Linked DNA regions of Capra hircus: region 2 is linked to region 1. Evidence: chromatin contacts called from public Hi-C data. All regions are on one chromosome and are shown on one strand. The core of a region is the stretch at or near the end of the contact, and the rest is flanking DNA. Distances in the headings are between cores, read along the strand shown. Region 1 has its middle 17 kb from the start of TMEM247. Region 2 has its middle 28 kb from the start of SOCS5.

The links. Hi-C and Micro-C count contacts between places; a contact is called where the count stands out from the background.
Region 2: a Hi-C map of blood shows a contact between it and region 1, with 6 times the contacts expected there. The contact joins two enhancer-like sites. A contact is called at or near these places in 2 of 5 Hi-C or Micro-C datasets (both in blood).

The regions. Positions count from the first base shown.
Region 1 is chr11:28,496,063-28,503,424 of ARS1.2, reverse strand. No RefSeq gene overlaps it. Among named protein-coding and RNA genes, the nearest start is that of TMEM247, 17 kb to the left of the region's middle. Within about 2 kb of position 3,119, at least 2 of the 5 cell types and tissues checked have an H3K27ac peak or open chromatin away from gene starts, as enhancers often do.
Region 2 is chr11:28,682,906-28,690,267 of ARS1.2, reverse strand. No RefSeq gene overlaps it. Among named protein-coding and RNA genes, the nearest start is that of SOCS5, 28 kb to the left of the region's middle. Within about 2 kb of position 3,102, at least 3 of the 5 cell types and tissues checked have an H3K27ac peak or open chromatin away from gene starts, as enhancers often do.

The DNA.
Region 1 (7,362 bases), core at 1,870-4,369:
GTTCCCAGGATCAGATGGGATCTGGGAAGCACTGCAAACCTTCTCCCCCTCCCCTTCCAGAAACTCCCAGTTCACATCAGCATAATAAAGGTCTAGCCATGAAGGAACCTGTTTAGCCTGCAAATTTATTTGCTCTGGACTCACTCTGCCTTGTGTGCTCCGTGTTTCCTGCTCTTAGAACTGCCTGCAAAACTCAAGGGACCCCACCTTAGAGATGCTGGCTCATTATTAGAGGGTGGGCTGGAATGAGCTTCGACCTGCAGAAGCTGCCTGAAAGTCTCTGACTCCGGTGTACCTGAGTTCCCAGCAGCTTCCAGGGGTTTCCATAGCAGTGTCAAACTACTTCCATTATCTATCTTGGCTACTACCTTGGGTCATCCCCCAGGGGGTTTGCCAGATTTAGCCACTAAAAATACAGGAGGACCAGCTGGGACTGATGGCAAAGCTCCAATACTTTGGCCACCTGATGCGAAGAGCCGACTCACTGGAAAATACCCCGATGCTGGGAAAGACTGAGGGCAGGAGAAAGCGGTGGCAGAGGATGAGATGGTTAAATAAAATCATTGACTCAGTGGACATGAGTTTGAGCAAACTCCAGGAGATAGTGGAGGACAGAGGAGCTGGGTGTGCTGCTGCAGCGCATGGGGTCACAAAGAGATGGACATATCTTAGCAACTGAACGACAACAAAGCTAAACAAGTAATCGTGTTTTAGCATAAGTATATCTCGTGAGGTGTGCCAGCCCTGTCTGGAAGATGCCTGAGAGGTGTGGGTGCCTCTGGGAACACGTGGACACAGCTCTGCAGAAGACCCAAACTGGGTCCTCAGTATCATGCCCCGAGGCCTCCACAGCCAGTCACTGACAGGCCTTGGGCTAGAGCTGCACAGGCATTGCCTCATTTAACTCCCCTCAGCACAGACTGTTATCATCACTCCTGTTTATGCGTGAAGAAACCGCAGCTCAGAGAAGTTAAGTGGTCTGTCCACGTCACACAGCTGTGATGCAGCCAAGTTGAGATCCAAACCCAGTTTCCTTTTACTCCAAAGTCTGTTGTTTTACTTCCTCTTGGCCACAGCATTTACTGTCTGTCCCACACCTGTGGGCTGAACCAGCGGCTCTGCAGCACCCCGGTCCCCCAAATCATCTTCAAAAAGATCCCATAACCTTTCACCTCTCCACCTTCTCTAGACTCTCCAAGGTTCCCACCCAAGTTCAACACCCTCCAAGTTTCCCAGTGACCAGTTGCTAACAATGTTCCCATCTGCTAACAATGTTGCTGGCCATGGAAAGGGGAGGAAGGGGGAGGAGTGGCCCTGACTCTATGAGACTAACTTGAGCCTTCCCTGCCCTCCCTTTTAGGCTGCTCAGTTCAGTTCAGTCGCTCAGTCCTGTCTGACTCTTTGCGACCCCATGAATTGCAGCACGCCAGGCCTCCCTGTCCATCACCAACTCCCAGAGTTCACTCAAACTCATGTCCATCGAGTCCGTGATGCCATCCAGCCATCTCATCCTCTGTCGTCCCCTTCTCCTCCTGCTCCCAATCCCTCCCAGCATCAGAGTCTTTTCCAATGAGTCAACTCTTCGCATGAGGTGGCCAAAGTACTGGAGTTTCAGCTTTAGCATCAGTCCTTCCAAAGAACACCCAGGGCTGATCTCCTTTAGAATGGACTGGCTGCTCACCACCAGTCAAATGTCACCTTTTCTGTTCCCCTTGGACAATTCCCCTTTCTGCCCCAGGCAGACTTCCTCCTTCCCAGGCCTGATGGCACGTGGGACACCCCCTCGTGGCACTGATCACATTGCAATGTTACCCTTGGCTCACAGGTTTCTGGACCTCTGGACTTTAGGTGTTTTTTTTTTTAAATTATTTTTTAAAAAGTTAATGTTATAGAGAAATTTTTGGTTTGTCCAAAGAGACTCCAGACTTTTTATTTTCTAAATTGAATTTTAAGGAGAAGTTTTAGGTTCCTATGAAAATACTCCAGGCTTTCTTTTAAAACAGGGACTGTGTGATTCATCTGCCCCCAGCACCTAGCTTGGCCTCTGGCTCATAGCCAGGGTTCAAATGCATGCTTGTTTGGTGATAAGTGAGGCAAGACACACTGGGAATGATTAAAAAAAAATAAAGAGACGTATCTTTACACGAATCTTTGCTGTTGAAAATGAAATCCGTGGCAGTTTTCTGGGAATTTAAGAGTAGTTCTTTTTCATGGGCCCTCCTTGGTTGGTTTTCAAGTTTGCCCTGGAAGCCTCTGCTAGGAGGCTGAAGCATCGACAGAGGCATCTTCTGTCCAAATAGCCTTTCGCTGGCAGCAGTTCTACCTTCGTCCAGAAGATGGCGGGCGAGGCCGGCAAGCGAGCTTCGCAAGGCAGCCAGGCGCCAGGCCTGGGCAGGTGACCCTTTTTGAACAAAAGCTGCGGGCACCTGAAGCCTATTTGCCAACCCCATAAATGCGCATGGGCGACAAGAACTTCGGGATAGGTTCTCAGGCTGATCCCCGTGAAAAGGAGCCTTCTTGAAAGGGTGTTTCAGGGGGAACATGGCAGCAAGTGGTTAAAGGGCAGGTCCTCTAAAACTCCCCTTTGAGTGGGGAAAACACTGTGGAACGTGAACTTCCTATAAAGCAGGCACAGCCCTCAAAGTCTCCGTGACTCAGGACAACGTGCTTTTTTGCCTCTTGAAGCTTACTTGCTTTGGAAACGGTTCCCGGCTCCCTCCGCAGCTGACTGGAAGCTTCTCTTAGGTCACAATCCTTCCTTCTCACAGGTCTGCACACTCCAAACAGCTAAGGGAAGAGCTTCTGACTTGAGCTAAGTGGGAAGTGGTAACAACTGAACGAAACGGCAAAATGGGGAATTTCCAGCACAATGGGAATTTGCCAAATAGCTCTTGCAGGGCTGATGAGGCCTACCCACATCTCCTCCTAGAGTCCGCAGGGCTTGCGGAGGAAAGGCCAGCCGCCCCATGAGCCTGCCAGAGGGGCACAGGTGAGACCGTGGGGGCACAGGTGAGACCGTGGGAGCCGTCTCTATCTTGCTAGGCCAGATATTAAGGCTGCGGCCACCCCCGCCCCCATTTTCCTTCTGACCTAAATCTTCCCTGAGGCTGAGCTGGGCTCCCGGCCAGGGTGTCAGCTGTGGACAAAAGCGCCCTGTTTGGAAGGCTTGGCTACTGTGTTTTCCTATAGAGCCCAGCAAACTGTGTCCAACTCCCCCAAGTCAATGTGATAACGCAAAAAGATGCAAAAATGGCAGTGGCCTCTGGGCTGCCTTCCAGGAAACCAGAAACACTGCCCCCTCGTGTTTTTACCACAAGGCAGTGGGCTTGTTTATAGGAAAAGGCCCCCTGCGCGGTCTCCACCTCTGGCTAATCACGTGGCGGGTGCTGTGCTGGGTGCTTCCGCAAGCTGAGCTTGCCCTATTTTTTTCTGGCTGACTGGGGGAGCCGACCATTACTCACTGCTTCTCCCCCACCCTCCACAACCATGGTCCGTCCTCCCCTCCCCCTACCTCCTCCTCCTCCTCCCAGCTCCTCTGCCTCTGGCTTTGCAGGGGTCCCAGCAGAGGGCTGGAGTGGGCTGGAGACCAGGCGAGCTGTGCTGCAACTGCCCACTGCTGTGTGGACTTGGGGAGATGGCTCCTTCAGCTCTTCGTGTGCAGGCTCTGCTCCTGCTAAACGGCGGTAATGACATATGCTCTAACTTGCCAGCTGTTTGCAGGCTGGTGCACAGGATAAACGGGGTGTGCAGTCAGGACCGGCACCGCTCTCTGTGGACCCGGAAGGTGGAAGGAGGAGGGAAGGTGGAAAGGGTGAGAGGGACTTAGTTCACATTATGGGGGAGGGAGTGCCAGGTTGGGGAAGTGGTGGGCACAATGGCACAATGACAGGAATCCATGGAACATTTCCTAGGAACAGAGGGGACGTCATTCTGGCTTAATCAAAAGCTCTGTGAATGTGTGTGTGTGTATACACACCCATGCAAGTGTGCTCATAACGGGGACACGATTCTGGAAATTTGGTTGGCAGCCCAGTTACGGGGGGCCTTGAGGTCGCAGCTCATCACCTTGGGCAACACTGCAAGTTGATGAGCAAGGATCACATGCAAAGGAGTGTGAGGAAGAGGATGTGGCCACTTGTGTGAGAGAGGGTTCGCGAGATCAACTGGAGGAACCCGTTTTGGAGACCCCTGTAAGTTCCAGGCCGGAGAGGATGGTGTGGGAGACCAGGATGACCCCAGGGGACATACATGAAAACCATAGTGTAGGAAGGGTCAACAGGACTTGACTGAGGTCAGGCCTCTGAGACGGGAGGCTGCTGGGACTGTGAAGAAACCAGCAAGGCTAGTGAAGAAAGCCTGGTGAGGGGAGAACAGTTCCGCTTCAAAGGCACTCCATCCAAAGTGACTGATTTCGTTTGGCCAAATATAAGCCATAACCGATGAGAAGGAGCGTGAAAGCCCTCAACTGATGGGACCCCTCGAGCAGGCTCTCCTCACTCTTCTGGTCTCCTGGGCCTTTCAGAAAGTGCGTTCCACCCTGTGCCTACATCCTGACTTGGCCTCTAGCTACCAGTCAGCTGAAGAAATGGGAGGCAGATGTTGGCCTAAATGGAGAGATCCAGGCTGTACCTGGGTTTCGCTTCACCGGGGGCTGCTGTTCCTCTTCCTGCTGAACCAGATTCAGCTGTTTTTGCTGGATAGGTTGACAGCTGAACCTCATCTGGCAGGCTCTGTTTTGGGAATAGAGACTAGGAGTTCTGCCTAAGAAGAGGGGAGAGAAACAAAGGTGGTAGATCCTTTTCTGGAAGGGCAAAAAAGTAGCCGGAGGTGTTTTATCCCTCAATTCAGAGTCATTCAGACAGCTGCTCCTATGATTGATGGAGATGTTTATTTGCCGCAGTTTTCTCGGAATCGCTAATCTCTAGCAAATGCTCAGCACCCTGCAGGAGAACACTGCTAGCATTGTGAGGTGTGCGTTTTCATTCTAACAGAGTTGCGGATGCAGGCAGGACATTGATTAAATATAGAACTGGCAGGAGCAGATAGGTGTAAGTGCCCACAAAAAGGAGCTGGGTGGGGGAGGGAGCACCCGGCTCTGTGGCTCACCAGCCCCTTCCTCCTTCTAGACTTCAGTTTTCTCAGCTGTCAAGTGAGGGTATTGGGCTGGAGGACCTCCAAGTTCCTTCTGTGCCCGGAGAATCTACAGTTTATTTTGTGTCACGGTCCTAGCCTGGACCTGGGTTCTGCGGGCACTGGTGAAGAAAAACACCCAGACTTTGGCATCTGGAAAAGGCCCTCAGAACTGGCCCTCGTGGGCCTCTCGAAAGCTTTTGAGCTCGTCTTGGCCAGCTGAGCAGAGTTCTGGTCTTGAGTGGGCCAGTGTCGGTTTCCACATCGTCTTCAGTTTGGCTCCTATCACAAACTGGTTGTAGGAAGTAACTTTTATGAGAGATGAGCAAAGATTAATTTTCAGAAAATTTTAAAAGCAATTAAAACCTTTTCTTCAAAGGGAATTTTATGTGGACTTGAGATAGGACAGATAAAGCTCGGGCTATTCTGGGAGAGGGGCCTGAGAGTCCCCAGGCTCCTCTGTGAACCTGCAGGCTCTGGAGCACAGTTTGAAAGTGACCAGCCTGAGGGTCAGACAGTCCAATGACAGCTATGCAGACAAGTGAGGCCCCTGACTCCATGTCCATGTCATACCTTTGATTTTAGCAAAGGTAGCTTAAGGACCAGCACGTGAATGCCTCCTCTGTGTCTGCTGTGAGGTTTCTGGTGAAGACACTGGTTCATGCGGTGTCCTCCACGGAATGCTCCCATGCGAGAAACTTCCCTCCTCAGTCTGTATGAGGAAAAACTTTCTTTTCCTAGGAACTAAAATGCCCATTGGGTCTTTGTTGGAAAACAAACAACCGACCAATGAGCAAACACTGCCTCCCCTGAGAGGAACTCTTCCATAATGAGATGTGTATCCCGTAACACGATGTGCGATTTCCTCTGAGCTGTGTGGTAGATGCCGTGTGTTGCCGCTTGGTGTCCGTCTCAAGCTCGTATGCGTCTTCCTGTGCCTGAGAGGCTGTAAAGTAAGAGACACCATTTCCCAGGTCCCCCTGCTCCTAGGAGTCTAGAGTCACGCTTATTGCCACCACTAGATGGCCTAATGTAGGATGTGGAGGCAGAAGTGAAGGGAGGTCATTTTCAGGCTGCGCTGGCTCTTGCTGGTGACCTGGGTGATTCTGGGCGTGGGTGTTCCTGCAGTCATGACCTCATGTCCGGTCACTAGCTCCATGGGTGTTGGTGGGCTGGCAGTGCCGCCCAGGTTTTGAAACTGGAGTCATGGCAGTGTGCTCTTGATTTCAGTGATTCTCTGTGTTGAGATTTCTCTGCCATCCTGATTATGGCAGAGGTGGTAGCTTCCCTGGTGGGCCGGTTCTGATCGCTATTTCTGATGGCCTAGCCTAGAGCTCTCTTCTCACACTCTTTCCACAATCCATTCTGTAAGCACTGAATCCCCTGTGTTCCAACATGTTTCCTTAACAAGCAAGAGTGATTTCTGTTTCCTGTACTTGAACCCTGTCTAATGTTCCATGGGTGTCAGGATGCTTAGAGTCAAGTTTTGTTGCTTCCTGTTGAAGACTGAAGGGTCTTTGAACCTCAGCTTTCATATCTGAAGCTCCTTGGTAGTAATAATCTTTTTATTTGTATTGTAATTGTTTCCATGTATCTCTCACCATTGACTCCTGCCTCCCTCCATGACTAAGAGCTGTTTGAGGTTTTACAGCTTACCAAGCCCTTTCTCCTTTTATGACTTGACTCTTACAAGTACCATGGGAGGTCAAAGGGAGGGTTTATTATAATCATCAATATAAGCCCACAGGGTAATTGACATGGTGGAGTCATGTACATAATGTGGCTGCAGAATGAGTGGAATGCTCTGGGTTGCTTGGAGGAATTGGACAAGGCTTTAGGAGGACACGGCAGCTGAAATGTGAAGAACGTGATGTCTAAAGAGAGAGAGGCAGGGTGAGGGAAAAGCATGTGCACAGGCTTGGAAGCCTGCACAGATGTGTATGTTCAGAGGAGGATGCAAGCGTGAGTTTACGACGGTTTGAGTGGACAGTGGGAGGGCTGTGACATGATAGGGACTGGGACTCCTGCCTGCGGGAGTTTGTTTTCTCCTTTAGATGGCCAAGGGGCAGGAAGCAACCTGAATGATTATACTGATGCTGGAAAGGGCTGAAGGGGCGAGTTTAGAAGCAGAAAGAGTGAGCAGCCTATGATGGCAGTTCAAGGAAGAGGTGACCAGAGATGGTGCTGGGGGTGGGAACAGGGTATTGGATGGTGGAGGGTGAGAGGGAGAGG
Region 2 (7,362 bases), core at 1,853-4,352, 190 kb before region 1:
CTGAAATCTATTTCTCACTTCCACTGTATAATCATAAGGGTTTTGAGTTAGGTCATACCTGAATGGTCTAGTGCTTTTCCCCCCTTTCTTCAATTTAAGTCTGAGTTTGGCAATAAGGAGTTCATGATCTGAGCCACAGTCTGCTCCAGGTCTTGTTTTTGATGATTGTATAGAGCTTCTCCATCTTCGGCTGCAAAGAATATAATCAATCTGATTTTGGTGTTGACCATCTGGTGATGTCCATGTGTAGAGTCCTCTCTTGTGTTGTTGGAAGAGGGTGTTTGCTATGACCAGTGCATTCTCTTGGCAAAACTCTATTAGCCTTTGCCCTGCTTGATTCCGTACTCCAAGGCCAAATTTGCCTGTTACTGCAGGTGTTTCTTGACTTCCTACTTTGTGGGTGCAGTAAAATGAAAAGAAATAGCCACTGGACCTGGAGATGGAAATGGAAGTTTAGAATCTAGGTTTTACTGCTAACTAGCTGTTTGAGATTAAGCAAATAGGTTAGTTTCCTTGATGAACCCTGTTAAAGGCTGAGAACCTTTAAGGTGGGAACCGCCGTCCCCAGCCCCACCTTTTCCCAAGGATGTTCAGATTAAATGAAATTAGTATGTAAAATCATGTGATACACTTATTGGTGCATAATAAATAGTTTTTCTTCTTTCCTATTCTATGTATCCAATTCTATGTCCCATTGTTTACTTGCTTACAAGTTCCTGTGTCCCAGCAACCCCATCTCCTCCCTGACCCCCAAATCTGGCCTTGCATCCAGACCTGGGTTCATGCTCTGTGTCCTTCCCCAGCCTGATCCTTTCTCCTGTCAATCAGCCTGGCTCTAGTCTCACCCCCAAGCCCCACCCCTCCCAGTAACTCCTCCCTTTCCCCTCCAGTGTAGTGCCTCCTTCAGTTCAGTTCAGTTCAGTCACTCAGTCGTGCCCAACTCTTTGCGACCCCATGAATCGCAGCACACCAGGCCTCCCTATCCATCACCAACTCCTGGAGTTCACCCAAACTCATGTCCATCAAGTTGGTGATGCCATCCACCCATCTCATCCTCTGTCGTCCCATTCTGTCCCCAGTCCCTCCCAGCATCAGAGTCTTTTCCAGTGAGTCAACTCTTCGCATGAGGTGGCCAAAGTATTGGAGTTTCAGCTTTAGCATCAGTCCTTCCAATGAACACCCAGGACTGATATCCTTTAGAATGGACTGGTTGGACCTCCTTGCAGTCCAAGGGACTCTCAAGAGTTTTCTCCAACACCACAGTTCAAAAGCATCAGTTCTTTGGCAAAGATAGCTTGATAAAGGACAGAAATGGTATGGACCTAACAGAAGCAGAAGATATTAAGAAGAGGTGCCAAGAATACACAGAAAAACTCTACAAAAAAGAGCTTCACGACCCAGATAATCATGATGGTGTGATCACTCACCTAGAGCCAGACATCCTGGAATGTGAAGTCAAGTGGGCCTTAGAAAGCATCACTGTGAACAAAGCTAGTGGAGGTGATGGAATTCCAGTTGAGCTATTTCAAATCCTGAAGGATGATGCTGTGAAAATGCTGCACTCAATATGCCAGCAAATTTGGAAAACTCAGCAGTGGCCATAGGACTGGAAAAGGTCAGTTTTCACTCCAATCCCAAAGAAAGGCAATGCCAAAGAATGCTCAAACTACCTCACAATTGCATTCATCTCACATGCTAGTAAAGTAATGTTCAAAATTCTGCAAGCCAGGCTACAGCAGTACGTGAACCGTGAACTTCCAGATGTTCAAGCTGCTTTTAGAAAAGGCAGAGGAACCAGAGATAAATTGCCAACATCTGCTGGATCATTGAAAAAGCAAGAGAGTTCCAGAAAAACATCTATTTCTGCTTTATTGACTATGCCAAAGCCTTTGACTGTGTGGATCACAATAAACTGTGGAAAATTCTGAAAGAGGTGGAAATACCAGACCACCTGACCTGCCTTTTGAGAAACCTGTGTGCAGGTCAGGAAGCAACAGTTAGAACTGGACATGGAACAACAGTGCGCCTTTAGTCTCTTACAAATTGTAGATGCTAATTTTAAAAAGGGAGGGAATTAGGATATTATTATTCATTATTAATTATATTAGGATATCATTATTCATCAAATGAAATTGGGACTATTGTTAATCAGTTACTTGAAAACTTTGGTTAGAGCAGGTAAGACAATGAAGCACACAAGCCTTAAGCATCTTAAAAGAAACAAAGTGTTAGTTGCTAAGTTGTATACAACTCTCTGCGACCCCATGGACTGTAGCCCGCCAGGCTCCTATGTCTATGGAATTCTCCAGGCAAGAACACTGGAGTGGGTTGTCCTTCCCTTCTCCAGGGGATCTTCCCTACCCAGGGATCGAACCAGCATCTGTTACATCTCCTGCATTCCCAGGCAGGTTCTTTACCACTAGCGCCACCTGGGGAGCCTTATTTTAACTTAAAACTTACAAGTAGAGGGGTATTTGCCAGTCTTTTGGTGAGAAGACTAGGCTTTTCCTCTGAGCCCAAGTTCCTCATCACCTTTCTTGCATCTGCCAGCATCTCTAAGGTGGAGCAAGAGCCCAGTCACTTGAAAAGCCCAAGGTCGCAGAGCTTGCAGCAGACCTGACACCAGAATGACTCTGTACTCCTCAGCACAGTGCCGAGTGGAGCAGCGTCCTATAAATTTAGTTGAAGTGCACAGAGCAGCTTGGATGGGTGCCTGAGGAGGGCTGGGAGGGGAACAAAGAGGCTGATCTGTGAGCCGCAGGCGGGTGCCAAAGACAACTTGACTTAAATTATGACACTGCCTCTGGTGGCCATCCCTGGATCAAGTGCTGGGCACAGCTACGCACACCCTCACACACAAAGCTTCAACTGGCATCTGTCTCTCTTACAGCCAAGTGCTCATTTTGGGATTTACTGATTTTTTGGTGTATGCATTGCAGGGTAAATACAGGAGGCTGGGTAGGAGAGAGGAACATGGATGGTGAGGAAGGTAGACTTTGGCTTCCCTGGCATTTTTAGGCCCTTTTTTGTCCAGTCTGTGCTCCAAGGTTAGAATCTAGTCCACAGCTATTTAAAAGCCTTGACTTGGCCCTGGAATGCTGGCAAGCTCCAGTGGAATTAGAGTTCATAAGTACAATTTCCTAGGGCTGTTGATGCTTCATGTGAGAGGCTTAGCAAACTCCAAGAAGACAGTTGGTATGCATACATGCATATAAATACACGTGTGTATGTGTGTCCATGTACGTGCATATATATGTGTGGATGTGTGCTCCCTTCCCCACCGAGACCAAGTGAGTACAAATTGCACAGGGAACCAGGGAGTGCCTTTGCAGTTCAGAGCTCCTAGAATTTCAAGGTGCATGTGCTGCTGTAGACTATACTTTTTCTCATAAATATTATCTTATTGTCCCTACCTGGGCAGTGCTCTCCCAGGGGACAGGGGAGGCCATGCAAGTCCAACCTGTTTGTCTTGGCTAGGCCTGCCCTGGGATAAAGCATGGTGGCCACCGGCTCTTCCCTTGGTGCAGGTGGCCAGCTGTGGGGGAGCACCTGAGCTGCAGATGGAGCAGGGGCAAGGTGAAGGCACACTGGCTGCAGTGGCTGTGGAGGAGTGGTGAGGTGGAAACCCAGGCGATGCAGAACCCCTTCCGCACTCACCATGTGTTTTCATTCTCCTGCCTATTTGAGGGCCTGGTTTAAGAGAGTTATAGCACAGCTCTGCCAGTGCTGTCCAGCCGAGGAGGATGTGAATTCCTGATTTACTCCTGATAAGTACTAATCTGTTATTTCCTATCAGTACAATTTAAGTTATTGAGAGATTCGGGCTGGGCAAGAGGAAGTCCTTTGAGAACAAGAGTGATTAGAGACTGGGTCAGAAGCTCTTAGATGGTAGATCATTCTGGAATAGCTTCTTGACATAGATATTCGAACTATAGCCCAGAAAGGTTCACTGACTTGTCCCAGGTCACACAGCCCATTGGATTGGATGGAATGCTTCATGAAGTCTTTTTTTATTTTTTAGGACTGAATTGTTCAGAATGTTCTCATTAATTTTTACACTAAATAAAGAACAAAGTAGCAACTGGCTTCTCCGTTTACTAGCTGTGATACTTGTGCTACAATATACCTTCTGTTTCCTCCTCTGTAAAGTGGAATAAACAATACCTCCCAAGATCAATGTGAGGAAGAGAAAGTTAATGCATGTGAGGCCTCTCTCTCAAGCACTCAAAGGGCTCAACAAATGCTAGTTCCTCATTCCTTCTCTCATCTTCATTTTCTCCTCCCTGCCTTTTGAAATCACAATAAACAAAAATATTTCCACACCTTATTTCATAGACAGGCTCACCTCAAATCTGAGAGGGTATGACAAAAACTGGTTAGAACTGATTAGATCCAAGATGGAGGAAGTCTCGACTTAGCAGACCTTGAGCCTCATTATACACTCATTATAATATATTAGCCTATGCTAAATAACACACCCACAAGCTCCAGAATAATTCTGAGACCAACCATAAAAGGCCAAAAGTGGGTCGTGCCCCAATTCCTGGAAATCCCCACCCCTTCTCCAAGACAGTTAGAATATTCTTCCCACTGGTTAGCCTATAAAATTACCCGGCCCATAGAAACTAACCACCCCCACGGCTGCTCTCACTTTCCCAGGGGCCCCCATGCCCTGGGGCTGCCTCTTGCCTTCTGAGCCGGTCCACACTCTGTCAGTGGAGTGTGTATCTTGCTGGATAAATCTGCTTTCACTTTACCATGGCTCACTCTTGAGTTCTTTCCTGCACAAAGCCGAGGACCCTCACTTGGCAGCCCATCCCAGGTACTCACCCGAGACCTGGGACATGACCATCCTCTCCAGCTCCACTTTCCTGCAACACCTTGAGCTGAAATGCAGACCTGAATGCATGATGTGGGTGGTCCATCCTTCAAGCCCAATTCGTCTCTTCTTGAAAGCTTCATTAGAGGAAATCTAGAGGCACATGATGATCTTAGCTGTGTCTCCCTGGGCAACATTAATTTGTACAATTCAATTGCCTTTGACCACCTGGGTTCCCAGGTGCTCCTTTCCTCCCCCAAAAATCATTGTGAGGGAATCTCCCCACTGTTGTACCCCACCCACTCTGCTATGTGGTGGCTCCCTTCTGCAACTTCCTACCCACAGTTCAAGAGCCCAGAAACCAAGGATGATGTGTCAGGCACCAACCATCATCTGACTCATCCACACAGACAAGGGGTCCAGAGGCATTGGCTCCAGGCAGGGTGTAGCATCCACACAAGGGGGAGAAATGGAATCTCCAGCCCTGGACGCCAAAGATTTGAAGAGAGCAACATCCAGACGAGAAATGGAAATGCAAACCTGGTCCCATCCAATGTAGTCATTTATTCAAAAGGGCTTTGGAGAGATGGAGAATCCATTTGCAGGCAAAGCAGTGCAACTAGGAAGAAGTCCCTGAGCCTGAGAGCACAGCTTCACCCACATTGTAAGAGGTGGGAGAAGAAGAAGAAGAAAGGGACCATGGGTTGACTGGATAAGCAATGTCCATTCAAGGCTTACTGCTCTGGTCACTCAGCCCAGAGAAGAAGACTCTTGTTCTCTCCATGCTGCTAATTACAATTCTTACTAGGTTTACGAAATGAAATTTAATGCCCTCTCTGATGAAGGACCTGAGTGAATTTCTAGGACCCTGCCAAGAGTCTACAGCTATTTGTAAGTAACCTTGCCACATCTCTGATAAGCAGTACTCCTCTCACCCGGCCAGTCCCCTCTGCCTTCAAGTTCCCCCCTGCTTGGGACAGACAGTCCTGTGTCTTCCCTGGAATCAGGGGAGCAAATAAAAAATCGAACAGGTGAAGAAGAGAGGAGTGAATTCTATGAGCCAAAGATGAGAGTCTAAATGGATGAAGCCAGAGAGATAATGCCAAGATAACTGGCTTCACACTGGCAAGCAAGTCATGGTAGAAATCTGGAGTGTGGGCTGGAGCCCTGCCCCAGAGGCCCCAAAAGGCAGCATGTTCAGGCCTCCCTGGCCAGTCCAGCTCAGGCCCTCTAGGGGGCTTCTCCAGGTACCTCAGCTCACCTATCTGGGGCTTTCAAGAACTTCTTCCCAGAACCGAGGACTTGTTTACTGTTCCTCTTCTGGGAAAGGAAAGCCTAGGGCTTTGGGACCAATCATCAATCCTTAGACATCTTCTTTGCCATTTCTCCCCGAAGAGATGGGAGAATTGTCTTTCATGTAAATAAGATCTTTAATTGTGCCCTCCTTTTCCTAAACTCAGGGCTTTTTATGTATCCTGCCTCACCCCAGACTTCTACTTACTCATTTAGCCATTATCCTAAACTGCCAGTTATATTTTTTGATAATTACAACACATGGGTTTTGTCACTCCAATTAAGTAGTACATACTTTGTGATTCAATATGGAGAGCCTACTATGGTCTAGACCCTTTGCTAAGGGCTTTACAGACTATCTCAGCTAATCTGCATAACAACCCAATGAAGTAGGCATCATAATTTATTATCCCCATTTTTCTGGGGCAAGTAGGGGAACAGAGATGTCAACAAACCAGCCAAACATTCTTGCTCCAGTGTGAGTTGAGCAAGTTAAATAACTTCTCTGTGCTTCACCTCAGTCTCTGTAAAGTGGGATGAATAACAGTACCAACCTGCTAAGACTTCTATGAGGTTTAAAGGAGCTGAATGTCTAAGTGCTCAGAAGTGTGCCTGGTCCATAAGTGTTGGTGAACTAACAAACGACCCTCTGGCAGAGCGCAGACGCCAGGCGGTTTGATTTCAGAGCACATATCGCTAACCATGATCCACTTCCTTGCTGATCGTGGCCCATTTTGTTTCTTCTGGAAATTTTCACAGGGCTATTGATTTCCACTTTACGAAGATGGGCAGACTGAGCTACAGACGTGATCAGAACGGGGTGACACATGCGTTTCTCTTCCTGAGAATTCCATTGTGACAGTTCGTGTGTTTTTATGGGCTACGCACTGCTCTGCTGACTTGGCTAGTTATGGTTTGTCAGTGTGTTTAAAAAAAAGTAAACTGGAGCAATCTCCGCCATTAGGAAAGAAAGTCTCCCCATCAATGTTCCTATGATCTTGTGATTTAACACCAAGAGCAAAATTTCAATGGGTCAAAAAATGGCAGGCTTGTGTGGTGTGTAGGGTGACCATCCATTCTGGTTTGCCCAGGATTAAGAGGTTTTCTCTAACACAGGACTTTCAGCGTTACAACTGGGACATTTCTTAGCAAACCATTTTGATTTGGTCACCCGAGAAATGGGCCAGACTGGGACAGTCTGAAAGTTAGGCCATGAAAGTTAGGCTGGGGCAGTTATTGAAGCCTGGGGT